Linked DNA regions of Zea mays: all the other regions are linked to region 1. A link is a contact called in public Hi-C data. All regions are on one chromosome and are shown on one strand. Each heading gives the region's core, a stretch centred on a gene start, on an enhancer-like site or on the middle of the called end of the contact. The rest is flanking DNA. Distances are from core to core; before and after follow the strand shown.

Region 1 (4,429 bases), core at 337-2,836:
CTCTCTACTAAGCCTTGGACATCACAGTTGTTCGCTCTGGCCTCTGTGGTCCTCTGGTTCGTTTGTTCTTCTTGTGTGTTGCCTGTGTCCGTTCCTCCATCTCCGACCTTCCCCTTTTATAGACCAAGGCATGGGTTGATTATCGGCTCCTTCTCTTAGAAGGAGCTGCCGAGCCGGGGTAAAACGAGACATTCTACCCTAGTAAATCGTGCTTTTCGTCTTGCGCCCTTGTCATTTAGGCTTCTCTGGCTGTATCCTTAATGGTGGGCGGCGTGGAGCCCCGACGCCATCGTTACACCAACCTCTGGCCTTTATAGCCTAGGCCTCGGCGTGGCTCGTCGTGTTGTGGGTCCTGTAGATGGCTTGTGCACTCAGGCCTAGGCTTAATAGGTAATGAGTGCGCCGCATGACGAGGGGATCATAGGTCATAAGTGTTTTGTAGGATGCAGAGCTCGTAGGTCATGAGTGAGAGGCAGACCGACTCTCCTACTGTGGCTTGGTGTCAGACGTAGTTAATAAGGTCGATCATTTATGGCGGGTCAGTCTCGAGCCAGATGAGGAATCCACTCGAGTGGCTTCCTCTCGGTTCGCCTGACCCCCCTCTTTAGCTCCGCCTTGCCCGACCCGGGCTCGATGTCTTGAGGTTTATCCGGGGGCAAGTGCTTCTAGGGTAGACGGTTCCCTTACCCTCCTGCTGATTGGTGGGCCTCGCTAATCTGGAGACCTTTCCCCAATGCTCTCTCTGATGGGTGGACCTCAGGGGTCCGGAGACGTTTTCCTTGATAGCTCTCATATAGTACCACCTTACTATCTGAAAGAGGACGATCGACCGAGCGAGCTATAAGAAAGGGGTCGAGCTCCTTTTTAACCCATACGTTTCTCAGCCTTTTGACTAAGATAATGTGTAATATTTGTTATTATTATTTTAATATCTGATATGTGGATCATATGTTCACTTTGATATTAAATTTATTTTTATGGGTATTTTTTGTGGGATGGTCCACCACACTAGTTTATTAGGCACATCACAAAATTTATATTATAATATTATACTAATCTATACCAATATATAATTTACCAGTTTAAACTTTACAAAAACCATATAACCAAATCACCCCACTCACATAACCTCCACTAAATCAACCAAACAAATTGCACCCATACTTAACACATCGTCAAAATCAACTGTTCAAATCGCTAGATAACCCCTCTCGCCTACTCAAATCCTCCCTTTCTCTGCTCTCGCTCCCTTCCCCTGTTCTCGCTCCCTTCCCCTGTTCTTGTGTCCTCGCTGTCCCCTCTCCTCTTCACTCGTGTCACTGCCATTGTCGCCATCAACCTCTTCTCTTCTTTTCTATCGCCGCCGCTGTTGTCCCTTTTTCGCTCCTCCCCAGGATCTTAGCACGAGCTGTATCCTATATGCCAGTAAGTAATGTTAAGGCCACACGTTCACTGTTGTGGGCCATCATGGGCTCATTTATCCTATATGCCAGTAAGTAATGTTAAGGCCACACGTTCACTGTTGTGGGCCATCATGGGCTCATGGGCTCATGGCACGATGCAAATGAGCAAACCTGTCAGGCGGTGAAGAGAACCGAGGGCGAAGCGCCAACGAACCCAACTGACCAACACAGTCAGGGACCTGGATCTGAATTCCCATCACACTCCCCGTCGATGGACATCCCCACCGCTGTCATACACCGCCTACAGTCCTCGCTCCGCGAGGCCATCTTCGCCCCTTCTGTAGAAGATGCACCCGCCCCTCCCTTCCCCTCTGTCTCCGACGCCGTCGCAGCCTTCGACTCGGGCGCCGCCTCTGTCTCGGCGGAGTTCCGATGTGTGGGCTGCGGGTCCGCGGGAGGGCTCCTGCGCGGTGCGCAGTCTGCACTCTGCGCCTACTGCGGGTGTCCCAGGCGCGGGGAGGAAGCTGAAGGCGGTGGAAGCGGTGGCATCGCCTTCCGTAACAGCGCGGCCTACCGGTGCTTGCTCGGCTCGCTTGGACTGGACGGATCCGTGAGCTTCCTTCCTACATTATTTAACGCTAAGAATCTGTGGATTTGATTCTTGTTTCTTAGGATATGTGAGCTCTTCTTTCTAGCAAAGCTTAGCCAAGGCATTCGAGAAAGAAGAGGATGTTATGCTCCTGGAGAACTTCTAATAGAACTGTTTGCGTAATTCCTTTGCATGTTCTTTTTAGTTACTATGCAGTGTTGGTTCCTAAGAAATACCAAGTAGTTTGAGAAATGTTTGTTGCCAACGGATCTGTATGAATAGTAGAACATATTTAGAAATTTTGATTTGCTCAGAATTCAATGAGCCATGAAAGACATACTCTCTGCTAGGGTTTTGAGTTATGAGGCAAGCCCAGTACAAATTAAGGCATTCTAATGAGGCTGGAGACATGGTACATTAACCACAGCTAGTAAAATTTGGACTTTCATATGCTTATAACTTTCATATTCCAATTAACTTCTGCAGTAAACATATTAGCATTAGTGAATGCATTAACTCAATTTGGATATTATGGTTTCTGTTTTCTTGAAGATGTTGCTGTTGTAATGCATTATGATTTAATTGGACACTATAACTAGAAATTTTATTTCCACTCTCCTTTGCATTTATTTATCTATTTTTGTTGATTGTTTGATCAAAAGGATTTATCTCCTCCTTGGCAAGCCCCTTTTAATTAGGTTTCATTAACTGACCCCCTTTCAATTAGTTCAGGACTTAGAGGGAGAGTGAGCCGTCCTGTACAACTTTTTTAGGGTGCGTTTGGTTGCGGGACAGACATGACATGGACGTCCCCTGTCGTCCTCTCTCGCCCCTCCAATTTTGAGGGACAACTGAGGACAACATTGAGATAGTCTTGTTCCAACCCTGGACCCTAAACCAAACAATCTTATTTAAGGGATCATCTCATCCCGTCCCGTCCTGTCATTGTAACCAAACACACCCAGTGTGTCCTGAGTGGCCTTCTCAGAATTTTTTTTGGTTACGGGGTGCGCATATCGAATCTACCAAACTAGTTTACATGAATTACGAATTAATTAGCTTACCGAATGAATCATAATAGCCTTTTGGCGCAAGAACTTTACAATGACACATTCTAGAGTAATTTTACCTGCAATCTAGTTGCCAGATCCCTTAGGGTTCGTTCGTTTGTCCAGGAATGGACTCGGAATCGTTCCAGCTAATCAAAACTTATATAACTTAGAGAAGAAATCCAGCTAGGAATTGTTCCAGGCCTCCGTTCCGTGAAAACCGAACGGCACCTTAATAGTCTCAAATGGCATCAAACAAAATTTGCAGCAAGTTCTATTCAGAAACTTTGGGTGCACATTTGCGCCCACATTCACAGTTTCTGATTAGAATGAAAGATTTACCTACTACTTTTCTTACTAAACTGGCATTTCATCAGCTCCCTCTTTAGTTCTGTTTGGCCCAGCTCAAGCTTTATTTCAAGCCATTTTTTAACTTGCTGCCCACAGCAGCTGTTTTTCTTTTATAGGAGTAGCTAGATAAAAATTGATGGTGCTTTGAATACTTAGCATTTATACTTCATACCACTTTTCACCTGTGGGATCCACCTGTCAGGAAGGATTGTCACAAACAATGAAGAGCTTTCTACCTAAGGGCTCATCACCCACTGCTAACCGATCATCCTGCTGCTCACTGCCCTGAGCTTGCCACTCTCTGTCCTGATCTTGATACTCCCTGAAAGAAACACGGCACCAGGATATTAAATTGCTTGCTTTGACCTCTAAGGTAGGGATGTAAATGGTCCATGGAGAAGTTTGAGATAGGAGGTGGGATTAGTAAGGCTTCTGGAGATAGCCTAATTGGGTAGGGGCTGTATTAATATATAGCCAAGTACATGGGCTGGGCCAAAGCCCATTACATTAGGAATAGACACATAGTCATCTAACAATTATAATTATGGACTGGTTTTAATAAGATTTAATCTTCCAGTATGACAGATCTGTGGTAAATTTACGTGTATTGATATCATTGTCCTAGTTCTTCTCTTTAAATTCAACGTAGGCAGGAAACATAGTCTCGTTTCTGAAGTTCAATCCTGTTTCTATTCATAGCTGATGGAAGATTTTTTCTACTTATCTTCCCTTTTTCATTCAGGAGTTTGTAGAATTCGATACTGACACAACAGCTTTGAATAAAAGCAAGGATGCACCACCGCCAAACAGTGGTATGATCATATCTGATCTATTGGACTTAAAAATCACTTGCCTTCCTGAAAATAAGGAAACATCTTCAAGTTCCATAACAAAGGAGCAATAATCTTCTGTGGATACACTAATAAATTTATCTGCTGCTAACCTAGATTCATTTTTTGTTGAAAGAAAAGAGATGACTTCTTCTCTTCCGCAAACTCATAATGCGGAGCAGGAAAAGAAAAGAACTGATAGCAAAA
Region 2 (4,426 bases), core at 1,314-3,813, 270 kb before region 1:
TATACCTTCGGTGCTTGTACATGCAATATATTTTTGCTTTGCCCTTTTTTCCTCCCCTTGTGCTTTCCTTCCCACCCAAATTTTTTTCTCTTTGAACTTCTTATGCGGACCTCTTTTTTCTTTAATTGTGCATTACTCAATGTATCATTTGGTACAACAATATCAACCTGAGTTGCATTCTTTTCAGCATTAGAAGGACCACTGCATATATTAATTTTGTCTTCAATCTGTTGACCAAGAAGATCAATCGTGTTGTCCATCAGTGAGGTGCACTCTGGATAGTAGGCTGCTCGATGTGCCAAATTGAGAAGTTTTTGAGAAAAATATCTGTAACGGCGCATTGCATCAAACTTTGGATTCTCAATTACAATTCTACCATTCTTGTCCTGTACAGTGCCACTTCGTGCTTGTCGTGTCCACCGTTTCAATATATATTGTGTAGGCAATGACTTAATATTCATTAAATCAAGAACTTTCAAAGCATGAGCACATATTATACCAATTCTATTAAATAAGTTGCAACTACATATTACTGTTTGGTCCAAAGGATTACCGATTACTATGTACTCCTCGTCAAGGACTACATCTTCACCGAGGCTCCCGGTTGCAACAAGGTATTCATTGTTTCCATCCAATACCTTAGCACATGCTGTCATGGACCTTTCATATTGACCTTGAAAAGCTTCAAACACAATAGGTGTGTATGATTTACTTGCCTGCAACAACATAGGTATCTTTATTATGACCCTTGGTATTTTTTTCCTTGATTCAAATTCTGAGTTTAGCTCATTGTTTCTTTTTCCTTGCACCACCCTTTCAAAATGTTTAAGAAAGCGAATAATGTCAAAATCTGATTTGAAATGAATTTTCAAATCATTGTTTAGGCTCTCACTTAATTGCGTGCTTCGCATGCCCAATGTGCAAACATGTTTCATATAACATTCAGCCCATTTTTCTTTTAACTTGTAAATGCTATCTAACCAAGATTGCTTTTCTACCTTTGTCCTCAAGATGGCAAATTCTCTTTCAAATTTTTCCTTGTCCTCATACTCAAACATGCATGCACTAAAATCAGCAAGAACATTTAAGCCTTTTTCCTTTTGACGAAGAGGCAAATGTTTTATAGCATTCTGCATTATGTGAAAGCTGCACAATCCATGCCATGTCTCTTGAAACACTTGCTCAATCGCCTTTCCCATTGCATAATCTTGGTCTGTGTAGATTGTTTTGGGTTGCTTTCCACTATGTGCTTGTAGAAAAGTCTCAAAGAGCCATTTGAAAGACTCAAATGTTTCATCATACATTAGAGCAGCACCAAAAACTATAGTTTGTCTAAACTGATTGAATCCAACAAAGACACCGAAAGGCCGGCTCTCTCTATTCGTCCCAAAAGTAGTGTCAAACGAAACAATGTCACCAAAGTGTATATAATCGGCAATCATTCTAGCATCAGCCCAAAATATATTTGCAATCTTCTCTTCAGCATCCATTTGTGTCGCATATTGGAACGCCGGATTCTCTGCCATTTTATCCTGGAAATATTTGAGCATGCTTCCAGCTTGACCATATACCATCTCTCGTTGTCGCTTGCCACGCAAATAGTTTTTATGGTCACGAATGGTGTAACTCAAATTAAGCGGCCCACCCACTTGGCGACATGCTAATTCATGTGATGCTTTTGGTCCTATTCCCGAGTCATCAGCTGTTTCAATTTCAAAAGCTTGCAAATCTGAAATTTTCCTTTGTGACACCATCAAGTGGAATGTTTCTGGCAAGTGAAGGTTATGGTTGTGTTCTAAATTCAAATCATAAACTTTGTATCCACCAAACTCTTTATCTTTTACAAGTCCCATACGCACTTCACAATCTGTTCTAGTTTCAGCTCGATGACACTTTACTTCATACCCCTTTTTATCTTTCCCTCGATGACCTTGATTAGCACAAACAAATCTACATGACGTGACGTTTCCATCAATCTTACTTGTATTTGAGTATCTTTTTCTAACATCAAAACCTTTTTGACCACTATACGCTAACCAAAATCTCCAGCCCTCATCTGGATTTCTGAATTTCATTCCAATACGAGGAATCAAACAGGGCAACACATTCTCCCTAAAAAAGACAACTAAAATTTAAAAGAAAGGAACAAATGGACCATGATATTAGGAATAAAAATAAAGTGGTGCATCTCACATGTTTGATCCGTTGGCCGCATCTTCCTCCATCTTTGCTTCTCAACTTTTTGCCTTGTCCGTTAGTTGGTTCCCTTCGTCGCTGTCTCTCTGTATTTGGTGCTTTTTGCCCTGTCCGTTGGTTCCTTTTGTCACTGTCTCTCTGTATCTGGCACCAAAACAGGCAGCCTTTCCCGCTGTTTTTTCCTCCCACGGTTTTCCCTCCGTTGCGCTGTGTTGCTAGATGAAAGAAATAAGAAACGAAGAAAAGAAGTGGGCCAGAATTACTCTGTTGGGCCGCTCCATACACTACTGAGGGAGAGGACAGCAGATCACCGTTGGTTTGAAGATCGACGAGCGCACGGCAGGCTGCCGTAAGGCAGCGGATCTGGTTCCCCCCCCCCCCCCCCCCACCCCCCCAAAATGGAAGATTTAATAATATACAAAACGACCACAAAAACAAGCGTCCTGCTAGTTCTATACATACAACAAAAATTAAGCGACGACGACACAAGTGATGATACTATGGAACTGATTTATTGAAGGGGGGAAAACTACGACTAGGGCATAATTACATCTTTGGGAATATACACATCCGATGCTTGAGGGACTCAATGATGCAATCGGACCTGTGCCAATTAGCACAAGAGAATGCGGTCAGCCAGAATATCACTTTGACGCAACAGTAGCAGCCAAGGCATTGCGCCAGACTAGCAGTTCAGAACTTTTCACGACAGGACAGGACAAAAAACCGGACTTATCGAACATCATATCACTCTTGAGACCCATTTTGAGAATCTTCTTGGCAAATATTTGATGATGATTTGCTTGGATTGATTATTGCAGGCATCCATTGCTCAGGAATGACAATAAAATAAGCAGACATGGCTTTCCTGAACCGCTTCTTATATTGCATAGGTGAAATGACAGTTGGAGAAGCGTTCTTCGGCCCACCTAGAATGCCAGAAGATTTTACCCATGTTTCAAGGTGCTTGTCCCATGTATACTGCCTCATAAAATCAATAATTCCTAAGACCAGTTCATGTTTCTCCTCGTCGACTCCCACAAGCAAGGAATAGTCCATCACATCGATTCCCTGAAAAACATGGGAGCCTACAGAGTTAAGCCTACAGATTATAAGAAAACAGAAAAAGGTAACCTATAGTTACAAGAAGATAAACTTGGAAGCATCAGCACTTCAAGTGATGGAACCACAGATCAAGTAAAAAATGATCAAGATGGCTTAGCAAGTTATACAAGAAGTCAGCTCACCGTCATGTTTGCTATTCTCAACACATAAATCACAGCAATGCAATATGTGATACTATTAAGGTCCAAAGCTACTCAGGAGCATGTAAATCAAATTTCAAAGCAAAGTGGAAACATGACATGCAGCCATGCAGATTCATATTCCATTATCTGTCAAGTTTAGTATTGTTCTCTTAAAACTGGAAACACAACAAAAGCCGGTCTTCTAATTTATTATATTAAAGATTAGCCTTTTAAAAAAAGAAAGGACAATTTCTCTCTTACTCTCACTGTATACTACGACTATACAAGAACTTAAGGAAAACAAATGAATATAGGTCTGCTAAAAGAGGATTAAATGGGAACAGAGGGATTAAAAACAAGAATGCTCAGCTATGATTACGAGTCACAACCACCCACTTTGGTGCTAATAAGAAGCTAGATTCTGATCCAAAAAATCAGGCTGAAGATTGTTGAACAAAAGAAGAAGTTGAAGATAGCTCTGGAAGCCACTGCATTTCCTATAAGCTTTGATGAGAAGGATAAATTGATGCAAACTTACAGCTAGGAAAGATGTATCGTTCCAAACAGCTCTTTCCAGTAGCCGCTTTGCCTTGTTCCCAACAAAAATCGGTGAAGTTGGCATTGCTTCAATTAAGTTCTGGTCAAGAAGAACCTTGTTGCTACCATTTGAATCTGCATTATACCTTGACCTTGAAGATCCCTTTAGATCATAGAGCCTGGTAATATTCCGTCCAAACAAAAGATTTTCCATCACAAGCAAATCCATCTTTGACTCCTTGCCACCCTTTACATGCTTACTAGTAACCTAAACATATCAAGTCAACAAAATAAAATACTCCTTCCAGTCAGGGTAAAAAAAGAAATGTTGCACTGTATTTTAAAGTCAATAAGATGCTGCTTTCATCAATACATTTTGCTTATTAAATATTAATAATAGGTCACAAAGGCATAACTCAGTCTATGCAACCATTTTTATGGCGCAT
Region 3 (4,701 bases), core at 956-3,455, 280 kb after region 1:
CTTACTTCTGTGCTTCTTTTGTGATCATCATTGTAAGGGCGAGAGGCTCCAAGTTGTGGAGATTCCTCGCAAACGGGAGAAAGAGTAAGAAAGGAAAAACCGTGGTATTCAAGTTGATCATCAGATCACTTGAAAGGGGTTGAGTGCAACCCTCGTCCATTGGGACGCCACAACGTGGAAGTAGGCAAGTATTACTTGGCCGAACCACGAGATAAAAATCGCGTGTCTCTTGTGTGCTTTCTCTTTGATTGTCTGCGTTCACAAGAACTCGCTTCAAGCTACTTAGCCGTTCTAACTTTCATAACTAAGTTTTGTGGCTATTAGTGTTGAATTTTACAGGATCACCTATTCACCCCCCTCTAGGTGCTCTCAATAACCGACTCATGCCTATCCTATAACCATTGACCCTCCTTGGTATATAAATGGAGGGACGGAGGATCCCCATGAGGGCAAGATCATCTCACATTGCAGTAGACACTAGCAAAGTCATAAATAGGACGTACAATATTATATCACATCGCCAGCCGAAACATGTATAATTTTTCATATCTCTTGTGCCATTACCTTCAACTTTCGATCACATGACCTATCCCATGTAAATACTGTCGAACAATTAATTTTCGACAAGTCTGGTTTATAAAGGTAGAGCTAGGCTACAAGACAAAAACAAGTGGAGTTGAATCTAATTCAATAGGTTCCTTCTTTTAGGTCTTGCTATAAAACTTCAGTTTCGAAAACTAAAGCAAATAACATAGTTTAAACATGCAACTTTTGAACTCCCAATACCATATTAGACTCTCTCCAACAAGGGTCGGTAAAGCCTCCTGTCCACCAAATATAGCAGACACAAACGTCCGGTAAGCGTCCAGCAAGGTGCGCTATACTGTCCGCTAAAATTTAGCGACTCTTCCTCAGCCGCTACATTTGCCGGGTATACAAGCGCCCGCTATATACTGTTCCCGTGGATGGCGGTGGCGCTGCTGTGCTGCCGCAGGTCTGAACATGCTTTCCATTCAAAGGACCTCGGGACGAACATGCAAAGGACATCTCCGACATCATCCGAGCACCATCTCCCGCAATATAAAAAACAATGAGAAGAAATTATGCTACACATGTTTAAGTCCGGATAACAAAAATTGTTAATAAATTTTAAAAAACTATTGCCGTGCATGTTTTATTTCAATTAGCGTGTAATGAAAAGAAATGAATTATAAACCAAATAAATGGACAAAATGAAGTATGTTAACCCTGTAGCTTTAGAGAACCGAATTTAGGGAACGTTGTTGGAGACTGAGATAATATAGAGGACAAAATCTTTTAGAGTGTTCTGTAAAGTACAGAGAATATTCTTTTAGCGGACGAAATTTAGGGGACGTTGCTGAAGACAGCCCTAAATAAGATCAACACTTTCAACTCTGTTTTTGAAACGTACAATGATGACTCTTTAAGTTATGTATAAGAATATAATTTCTATTATAATGTAACTTTTACCATATGTGCTATATGTAAAAGAATAGGTCCAAACCAAACTGTGAATATTAGATAGGCTTTTTCGTCTAGCATAACGACCCGTTACATCCCTAAGCTTCGACCAGTTTAATTCTAAAGCATCCATTTCCCAACATCAAAGAACTGCAGAAGTCGTATATATATAGGAGACAACAAATCCGGCCGGGATAAGGTTTACGTAATTAAGTACCTAACCATCAGGCCAAAGCAACTTTCACCGGTACAGCGGCATCTTCTCCGCAGACGAGAGACGGCCTGAGTTCGTTGCTTGATGACGTTGGGAGCACTGGCGAGACATGAGTGACAGGTTGGCCAGTCACATATATCCACCACTCTCTCCAGCCACAGAACCAGATCCATCGTATATATATCGTGCATGAGATGCCAAGTGACGAGATGATCCACCACAAGAAAGTGAGCTTGGCAAGGGTGGGTGGGCCTTTCGGGCATTCATTTATTTATTTTGTTTGCTTCGTGAGATTAGCAGTTCAGTGATTTCCATCCCATGCATGTATAGATGATGCACTGCTAGTCTAGCTCGTTCGATAGCCTGGAATCCTTTTTGTACTTGCCGTGGATATATATTTTGGCGCCAATCATTGATGCTCTGAAATTGAGCTGTTACTGTCTGCGTTGGCACCTCAGTCAGTCCTCAAGTGTTCTAGGGCCCAAAAAAACATTTGAGAGAATTGAAATCAGAAGCCACAGAACAATGATACACATGCACCCATTGGCTCGTTAGCTGGGAGTTGGGAGAGGCCTGTGCAGCTGTGCTGCCAGCCTGCAAGCCCATGCTTGTTTGCTTCCAGAGCCCGTGCGCACCAATTACCTAGAAAAGCCAGGCCCACTTCGAACGAGAGATCTGGATTGTCGAGTGCGGCTCGTCGCATATGCATTTTTTTCTTCATTTTTTAGTTATTTTGTCTTTGTTTTCCTAGGGGTTGTATTCTATGTACTCATTATTTCTTGGGAGTGAGCAGTCGTTAATCGGCTAAATTTCTTTCGGATTTGAGTCAGATTACTTTAGGTATACAGACTACAACCCAGAACAAGTATAATAAGGTGATGTATGTGAGATGTAAAAGATGTCATGTCTAATTTACAGTGGTATGGAAGAAAGAGATGAAGAGATAATAGAAGCGGACCGCTCATTGTTAGCAAGCTAAAAGCGGGCTGCTTATGGACTCCAACATAATTTGTGAGATGAAGAAATAACCAAATATTAAATAGACATTTTTATCATGAAGAGTTACTATATGACATAAACTAAAAATTACGAATTCAGTGTCACCTGCAATGTAGGAACCTACAACAAATTAATTCTAATGGCAAAACAAGCTGAAACTGAACCTAAAATGACACAGTGCACACAACCTTCAGGCATATGGGTTGGAGGCAAATAGGTTGACTCAATGACCATGAATTGGGAAGGGGTCACAGAATGCATGTCATCGATCCTTCTTCCTCCACCGCAAATACCAATTTGCTTAGATGGGACTTACAGGTCTTGAGTTTGACTCTCTGTTTTCACACAAGAATGTCACTTGTTGAGTCATTTAGTAGCTAGATTTGTGTCTTTGTGAGGACACCGATGATATGGCAAAGGTGAGCACCGCTCCCAACACTCGTTTCTTCTCACGTAAGCATTGGATGAATATGGGGTTTTGGAGTTCTTATAGACGGCGAAGCCGCCAACAGCCGGACGCAGTCGGGTTCAGGTTTCTAGTTCGTTCTCTACCTCCTCTCTCAAAACTCCCCTCTCATCTCTTATTTACATGCCACTTTACCAAAAAAAGAAAAGGGCACGTTATTTGGTCCATTCTGGCCCATTCACCTTGGTATTGGGCTTAATCATCCTTCATGGCCTGGTTGTTACATTGGACTCCTCTAGCGCTGTGACATCCCCCTCTCATTGAGAGATGGCTTGTCCACAAGCCACGTGTTTAGGAACCTGGTGATGAAGGTTGGCTCGTCCTCCCATGTCGCGAGCTCCTCTGGCCAAGATGCCCATTTGATGAGCAGCTGAGTGACCTCCCCTTTTGGTGTGTGGATTGTGCGTCGCTGCAACACCATCTATGGTTTCTGCAAGGATTCAGACAATGGAGGTAAGGTAGAACTTACAGGAACATCTGGACCGATTGCTTTCTTCAATAGAGATACATAGAAGACTAGGTGGATGGATGAAGAGGCTGGGAGTTCCAATTTGAATGCTACTTTGCCCACTTTTTGCACCACAGGATAGGGACCAAAGTGCTTGAATGCGGGCTTGTGATTTGTCTGTTTGACCAAGGAAGATTGGACAAATGGCTGCAATTTCAGGTCGACCGAATCGCCTACTTCAAAGTTTCTGTCAGAATGGTGGCGATCGACCTGTTGTTTCTGATGATGCTGAGCTCTGGCTAGTTGCTGTTGGACCAATTGAGTCATAAGATTTCTTTCATTTAACCATTCCTAAAGAGAGGGGACAATACAAGAATCCCTGATATATATACCAAAGTGTCTGGGGGATATCCATATGAAACTTTGAAAGGGGTAAGCTTCAAGGAGGTAACTAGTGTTATACTAGAACTCTGCCAACGAAAGCCAGTGTTTCCACTTCGAAGGACAGGCATGAGTAAAACAGTGGAGGTAGGTTTCCAAACATTGGTTCACTCTCTCTGTTTGACCATCTGACTAGGGGTGATAAGTTGTTGTAAAACGCAACTCCACACCTGCCAACTGAAACAATTCCTTCCATAATGCTCGTAAAGATACGGTCTCTGTCCAAAATCAAAGCTTGTGGGAAACCATGCAGTTTGAAGATATGGTCCACGAATTTGTGAGCTACCCTGAGAGCTGTAAATGGGTGATGAAGGGGCACAAAGTGATTGTACTTGGAAAATTTATCAACAACGGCCATTATGTAGTTAGAGTGGTCCAAGGTTGGAAGACCTTCTATAAGTCCATTGGGACCACTTGACAGGCACCCTCCAGAATGGGTAATGGTTGAAGAAGTCATGGGTAGTGAATCCGTTAATATTTTGCCTGTTGGCAGGTGGAGCACTGCGTACACCATTGTCGTATCATCTTTTTCATGCCTACCCAAACAAACAATTTCTTTATCGTTTGGTATGTCACTAAGAATCCAGAGTGGCCTCCAATTGGTGCATTGTTGAGGGTCTGAAAGACTTTCAACGAGAATTCAGATTGAGC

The links. Hi-C and Micro-C count contacts between places; a contact is called where the count stands out from the background.
Region 2: a Hi-C map of leaf shows a contact between it and region 1, with 5 times the contacts expected there. The contact joins the promoter of LOC103653329 here to the promoter of LOC103653323 in region 1. A contact is called at or near these places in 5 of 25 Hi-C or Micro-C datasets (ear and leaf) and 1 of 3 datasets of contacts at active chromatin or transcription factors (seedling).
Region 3: a contact with region 1 is called in a Hi-C map of ear, with 5 times the contacts expected there. The contact joins the enhancer-like site here to the promoter of LOC103653323 in region 1. A contact is called at or near these places in 2 of 25 Hi-C or Micro-C datasets (ear and tassel).

What each region holds. Positions count from the first base shown.
Region 1 is chr4:65,072,366-65,076,794 of Zm-B73-REFERENCE-NAM-5.0, reverse strand. It overlaps LOC103653323 (dentin sialophosphoprotein-related), which reads left to right and starts at 1,586. Exons shown (of 4, transcript XM_008680258.3): 1 at 1,586-2,013; 2 at 4,135-4,204; 3 at 4,359-4,429. The coding sequence starts at 1,675. The coding sequence ends at 4,369. It also overlaps the pseudogene LOC111591466.
Region 2 is chr4:65,338,628-65,343,053 of Zm-B73-REFERENCE-NAM-5.0, reverse strand. LOC103653329 (protein FAR1-RELATED SEQUENCE 5) reads right to left here and starts at 2,563. Exons shown (of 3, transcript XM_020552550.1): 1 at 2,194-2,563; 2 at 1-2,112. The coding sequence starts at 2,225. It overlaps LOC103653328 (1-phosphatidylinositol-3-phosphate 5-kinase FAB1B), which reads right to left. Exons shown (of 11, transcript XM_008680260.3): 10 at 3,982-4,248; 11 at 2,608-3,267. The coding sequence ends at 2,944.
Region 3 is chr4:64,791,700-64,796,400 of Zm-B73-REFERENCE-NAM-5.0, reverse strand. No RefSeq gene overlaps it. Among protein-coding and RNA genes, the nearest start is that of LOC111591353, 190 kb to the left of the region's middle. Within about 2 kb of position 2,205, at least 14 of the 20 cell types and tissues checked have an H3K27ac peak or open chromatin away from gene starts, as enhancers often do. A contact at or near this core is called in ear and tassel, where this site is marked.